Linked DNA regions of Mus musculus: region 1 is linked to region 2. The links are chromatin contacts, called in public ChIA-PET maps. All regions are on one chromosome and are shown on one strand. Each heading gives the region's core, a stretch centred on a gene start, on an enhancer-like site or on the middle of the called end of the contact. The rest is flanking DNA. Distances are from core to core; before and after follow the strand shown. Region 1 overlaps Pdlim5 (PDZ and LIM domain 5). Region 2 holds the start of Gbp7 (guanylate binding protein 7).

What was found. ChIA-PET counts read pairs in DNA pulled down with a chosen protein or histone mark.
Region 1: an RNA polymerase II ChIA-PET map of memory CD8 T cells shows a contact between it and region 2, with 19 read pairs. The contact joins the enhancer-like site here to the promoter of Gbp7 in region 2. A contact is called at or near these places in 9 of 39 promoter capture datasets (the 3T3-L1 cell line, the C10 cell line, liver and 4 more), 2 of 484 Hi-C or Micro-C datasets (the 63-12 cell line and gonadal supporting cells) and 1 of 115 datasets of contacts at active chromatin or transcription factors (memory CD8 T cells).

The regions. Positions count from the first base shown.
Region 1 is chr3:142,279,866-142,282,736 of GRCm38.p6, forward strand. All of the region lies in intron 7 of Pdlim5 (PDZ and LIM domain 5), which reads right to left. Among named protein-coding and RNA genes, the nearest start is that of Bmpr1b, 110 kb to the left of the region's middle. Within about 2 kb of position 1,421, at least 80 of the 459 cell types and tissues checked have an H3K27ac peak or open chromatin away from gene starts, as enhancers often do. A contact at or near this core is called in memory CD8 T cells and second pharyngeal arch cranial neural crest, where this site is marked.
Region 2 is chr3:142,528,749-142,531,829 of GRCm38.p6, forward strand. It overlaps Gbp7 (guanylate binding protein 7), which reads left to right and starts at 1,588. Exons shown (of 11, transcript NM_001083312.2): 1 at 1,588-1,691.

The DNA.
Region 1 (2,871 bases), core at 171-2,670, 250 kb before region 2:
TTAAAAACTGTAAGTTTTATATGTACCTTGTCTTCACTACATTAAGATTACTTAAGGATGGGAACTCTGCCATGCTAGGAGTATATTACTTAACCTTAGTAAAGTTCTTTATCTTCAAACAGTACAAATATATTGCCTTTCTTCCAGGGTTATAACAAGCATGAACTAAAGTACTTGTACAATCCTCAACACTGAGTTAAGTGTTGAAAATGGCACTGATAATTGTATCTATGTTCTAAGTGTGTAGTTTAATGGTAATGATATTGTTAGTGAATATGGTTACTAAATTAATACTTCATGTAACAATTTACTTATAAGTATAGTTTCAGTTCTGGATTTTAATCTGAGGTACAATTTTAAATTACAATTATTTAAATTAAGTTAAAAGTCCTATGAAGATTATTGTAAGCTAACATGTTTTAATTTAGGTTGTATTTTTTTATACAAGGGTTTATATAAATTCTCTCCCCACTAACACCTAATACTTAAATTTTAAACTTACTTTTCAAACATTAAGGATCTGAGGCACACTATAAAGAAGCTATAAAAATCTAAGTCATGTGTACTTATGTACATTATGGTTATTTTTCCAGTGATAGAAACAGAACCCAGATCCTCAGCTCTTAGACAAGCATTCCACTGAGTCATGCTCCTAACTCTACACCCTGTCTCAAATATCAAAATATGTGCTTTGTGTATCGCCGCTGATAAAAGGCAAAGCACGGACTACTAATGTTCCCTCTCACAGGGTTCCCAGAGAGCTTCTTTCAGGCTGGAGCTGCAGGTATTACCTATGTGATGATGACCAAGGAACTCTGAAGGAGTAGAGTCACATAACATCCCATCCAGTTCTTAAAGTGTGGTCCAACTAGACTCAAGAACCTAAAATTTAAACAACTTCAGTGTTTTCCCTTAGAAATGGTCTGCTCTCCCTGACACCAACTTAAACACTTTACTAACTACTGTAGAACTGCAGTGTAGCATAATGAGAAGCTCTGTAATGCTGGGTAGCCAGAGACTGACAGCTCGTTATAGCCGACCACCACTAGCTACAGTGGTAGACGTTTACTTTGCTACTGATTTTACATTTGACACAACATATGTTCTCTGCCTGACTCACTGAGATTACACATTTAGCCAACCCTGGGCTATTTTTATCTCTGTATTATGCTTAGTAACTTCTGGGTTAACCATTAATTTTCTGTAATTATTTCTGATTTTCTATAGTTTGGCTCTGGAAAAGCTTAAGTGGTTGCCTGTGGCACTATGGGAAGTGGTGTACCCTTGAGGAGGTGAGCACCATTGGGAGGCAGTCAGGTGATAAGCAGTGTGCCCTTACAGATAGCATGGGGACCCAGCCCCTCCCCTTTCCTGCCACTGTGAGGTTAAACAGCTCAGCTCTAACACATGGTCCTGATCACAGGCACAAAAGCAATGGAGCCAGGCAACCACACACCGAAACCCCAAACCACAAGCCACAACAATCCTTACCTCTGCACAAACTGCTTATCCCATGTATATTATCACAGCAATATAAAGCTGAACACATGCATTTAGCACATACAGTAAAAATTAAATAACTTTTCAAGTAAAATTCTCATGCATATGGACTATAAGATAGTAGTCAGCCATAATAATTATATTGCTTTCCATCTTTTAAAAATGCATGGATTATTAATCATTTGACTATGGTACTGCAGCTGTAGCCATGTAATAAAAGCCCAGATTCCACTACAGTTTAAATATTGGCAAAATTATTCATGACCTCATACCAAACATCAAGAGTGCTATTAAAGACATCGTAATGGATTAGAAGGTGAGCGACAGGCCAATGAGAGAGCATGCATGGGCTTGGGCACTGCATTGAAAGTGCAGCTAATTCAACACAGCTTACATCAGTCCTGCAACCTTTGCATCTGGCCTGTTACATCATAGTGTGCTGTTAGAGGAAACAACCTTCCACAAGCCATGGTCCCTCCATAGTACCTGCTCTTCTTAACGTGGACAGAGCCACTCGACTCCTCAGAGGACTGAAGACAGGAAAGAGCTAGAGGCTTGGGGACAGTGCTGATGCACAGTGCATCCAGAAGAGACTGGGAGTTTTCAGGGCCGAAGAGCCTGGCAAGCATTCAGAGAGGAGCGTCAGTGACAACTTGCAGTGTCCACAAAAGAATGCCCGCTTTCAGTCTACGGTCTGAGACATCTCCTTTAGGAGTGAGAAAGAGATGGGGAGGAGGGAGACAAAGACAAAGCAAAGCAGTGGGGAGGGTGAATAGAAGCACCGAGATTTCATTGTATTGTTTGGCTTGGCCGGATGGCACACACCTTTAATCCCAGTACTTGAGAGACAGAGTCAGGCCGATCTTCCTTTCTGTGAGTTTGATTTAAAACAGTCTGGTGTACAAAGTGAGTTCCTTGGACAGCTAGGGCTATGCAGAGAGACCTTTTCTCAAATACAAAAACAACTAAGGAAATTTTTATTACAGTCATGCAAGGCTAGCTTTCAAAAGCATTTAAGCCAGGCGTGGTGGCGCACGCCTTTAGTCCCAGCACTTGGGAGGCAGAGGCAGGCAGATTTCTGAGTTTAAGGCCAGCCTGATCTACAAAGTGAGTTCCAGGACAGCCAGGGCTATACAGAGGAATCCTGTCTCGAAAAACTAAAAACCAAAAACCAAAAACCAAAAAAAAAAAAAAAAAAAAAGCAAGCATTACACCTATAAATGTGAAATAGTATAGAAGCAAGGCACATAGAAGGGCTGTTTCACGGAATAATTAGGCTTTAATTCACCAATGTTGTGGAATACGATAGCATCATCAGAAATTTAATTTCTACCTGACTCAGCCTCAGCGACAACTGAAAGCTATAAACTC
Region 2 (3,081 bases), core at 338-2,837:
ATTTCAGGGAGGTCTCATTGTGCTCCAGGTGTCTTAGTTAGGGTTTTGTTACTGTGAACAGACACCATGACCAACGCAACTCTTATAAAGGACAACATTTAAATGGGGCTGGCTTGCAGGTTCAGATGTTCAGTCCACTATCATGAAGGTGGGAGTATGGTAGCATCTAGGCAGGCATGGTACAGGCAGAGCTGAGAATTCTACATCTTCATCTGAAGGCTGCTAGCAGAATACTGACTTCCAGGGAGATAGGATGAGGGTCTTAAAGCCCACACCCAAAGTGACACACCCACTCCAAAAAGGCCACACCTACTTGAACAGGGCCACACCTTCTAATAGTGCCACTTTCTAGGCTGAGCATATACAAATCCTCACAGCAGGTCCATCTGAAATAGATCCATTATGTCTTTTAAAAAGCAACATAAAAGAGAGGGTTGTGAAAGCTTTAACACTTAAGTGTCTGCCCCGTGCCCTGACTCCAGACATGCCTAGTTCATCCAGCGTTACTGCAATGAAGTGCATTCGTGTCCTAGCCTTGAGTCTGACAACTGCTATTCCACAGAGTTCACACTTAACTTTGTTCTATGGGAGAAATTTACCTCAGTCAAACTAACAGATGGGAATCAAATTGATGTTCCCACCTGAAGGATAACCTGAGGACACACTACATGATGGTTCTCAGGCCTGACCAAGCCCCACCTCCTCCCTAGCTCAGAAAGATGATTCCGAGGGGCCTGTAAGAAAGCATCAGACATGGATACTTCACTAGTCTGGTCTGTATGTAGATGTTCCTTAACACAACACGAGGTTACATTCCAATCACAGAATCACCCTGACATGAATATTTGTGAATTTAAAATGCACCAAGACATTTAACCAAACAAAGATGACAGCTTAGTCTGTTGTATGTTACCAGACATCTGGACAGTCACTTAAGACAAAGCTTTTTTTCTTTCTTTCCCAAAACACCTGTTGTAATTCATTTCGGTTTTGCCAAAAAAAAAAAAAAAAACAAAAAAAAAAAAAACCTCCATATAGTAGAAGGCATAGCAAGCTAACCCGTAGGGGACATGAAAAAGGGAGAAGCCAGACTTTCATATGTGCTGCTGCACAGCAAGATAAATGATGGTGACTGTGGCATACATCTCAAAAAAGAAGTGTTAACAGTTTGAAGAGATAGCTATGTTAACCCAGTCTGCATCATATATCACATGAGGTATCCAATGCACAGAAACAACCCATTACCTTTTTAATATGTACAGTATTACTATCATGCACGAGTTGCGCGTTTTTTAAGGTAAAAACGTCTCGTTGGTGTCAACCTCTTGGAATAAGCCAGTGGCAGGAGCTGGCACATTTCTGTTGCAGCATTCTGTATTTCCCAATAGAAGTCAGTATTTAGAGAATCAGCGACTTGTTTTCATCCGCCGCCCATCTGGCAGGGAAGACTATGGACTTGTTCCCCACAGATTCCGTTTTCTTTCCAGGAAAAGCAGAAGCTTCTCAGAAAGTCAGCACAAGCCTGTGTGTGCAGTTTCAGTTTCAGTTCTCCATCCCCACAACTAAGTGCAGGCAATATCCGGTTTCACTCTGGAGTTTAAGAATAGAGAGCTTTCAGGAGGAATCGGGGCGGGCGCAGCAGCAAGCCTAAAGGTGCTGAATCCAGGTAGCAGAGAATCCGGTGCAGGCTGGTGAGTTCCCTGAGACTCCATACCCAATGTACACATCTCCTAAGGAGCTTCAGGGAGGTCCCGAGGTCCCAGGCCATAAACTCCACATTTGGTGCAAGATGACACCGGAGGGTGGACGACCGCGATCAGAGACGGCTTGGTGGCCTCAGGGTGGGTGGACAGCGTTGCTCAGTGTGGGAAGTGCGACCACTCTCGAGCAGCCACCACAGCCAGGCATGGTGGGGGATGGGGTGGGGTGGTGAGCGGTTCCTACGGGAATATCAGCCCAGGGCTACCCACTCCCGCAGGCTACCCATTCCCCTGCATTGTTTCCAAGTAAGAGGGCATAACCCCAGAATCCTCATCTACCATAGTCCTCAGGTACTCCCGCCGCTGTGAGCTCAGCTCGGCTTGAAGAAACAGAAAACATAGCCTTCCCTTGTTGAGTCAGACAGAATTTCCAATTGCGCCCGCCCCGTGCACCGCTGTGCTACCAGTGCACTCTCGCGCTCTGCAATGGGGTACTCAGTCAAAAGTTAGAAACAGCAGGAAAGCCTGAACCCCTTCATGTATTGTGAACTGTTTCAAAGTCGTCCATCTAAGGTTTCAGACCAGTTTTGGAGCTTGTGAAAAATCTCCGGAGGAGGCAGTTTTTTACTGTCTTCCCTGTGGCTCGAGCCACCTTTGGAGACCATGGATAATTTACATGACCAATCGCAGCTATGTAGTTCTACTTATTTACTGTGAATTTTAAGCTTCTTAGTTGGGACAGTAACCCAGACCTGCACGAGAGCAGAGAGAAGAGAAATAACATGCCTATCAATATTTTCCTAATATAGATAGAACTGGTCATTAAGGTACTGTTGTCTTTCACAGAATTAAGGTGAGCTTACGTTTCCCATTCGACACCTACTCTAAATTGATGCTAAGTAAAGAAACACCTACAGTTTTTAAGATGCCACCAGAGGACAAACAGCACCCAGAGTGCCCCTTATACATTATATCATGACATGCCACTAATCAATTGAGAGTTGGTATTTCCCAATTAGGATATTTATCAGTGTAGAAAAGGTGAATTGCGGAAGTTGGTTCTATCAGGGAAGTTTTGGTAATAGGATCTGGTGTTTATTCCCTGATCCACTGGGCAGTTTATAGTCTTCCTGAGCATTCATTTAGCATGTGTGCATGACCTCCAAGACAAGTGAAAAGGAGGCACAATAGCCTTCAATACTTATGGTTGTTTTAAGAGAGAATGCACCATCAGAGATTTGCCCACAGAAGTATTTATTCACGAGGATGTATTTTCAGGGAAATTAGCCACTGGAAAAGAATCATATCCATGTGTCATCTTCAACAGCATGGGCATGAAGCAGGTGGGAGATGATAATTTGCCAGTGTAAGGTCACGTGCT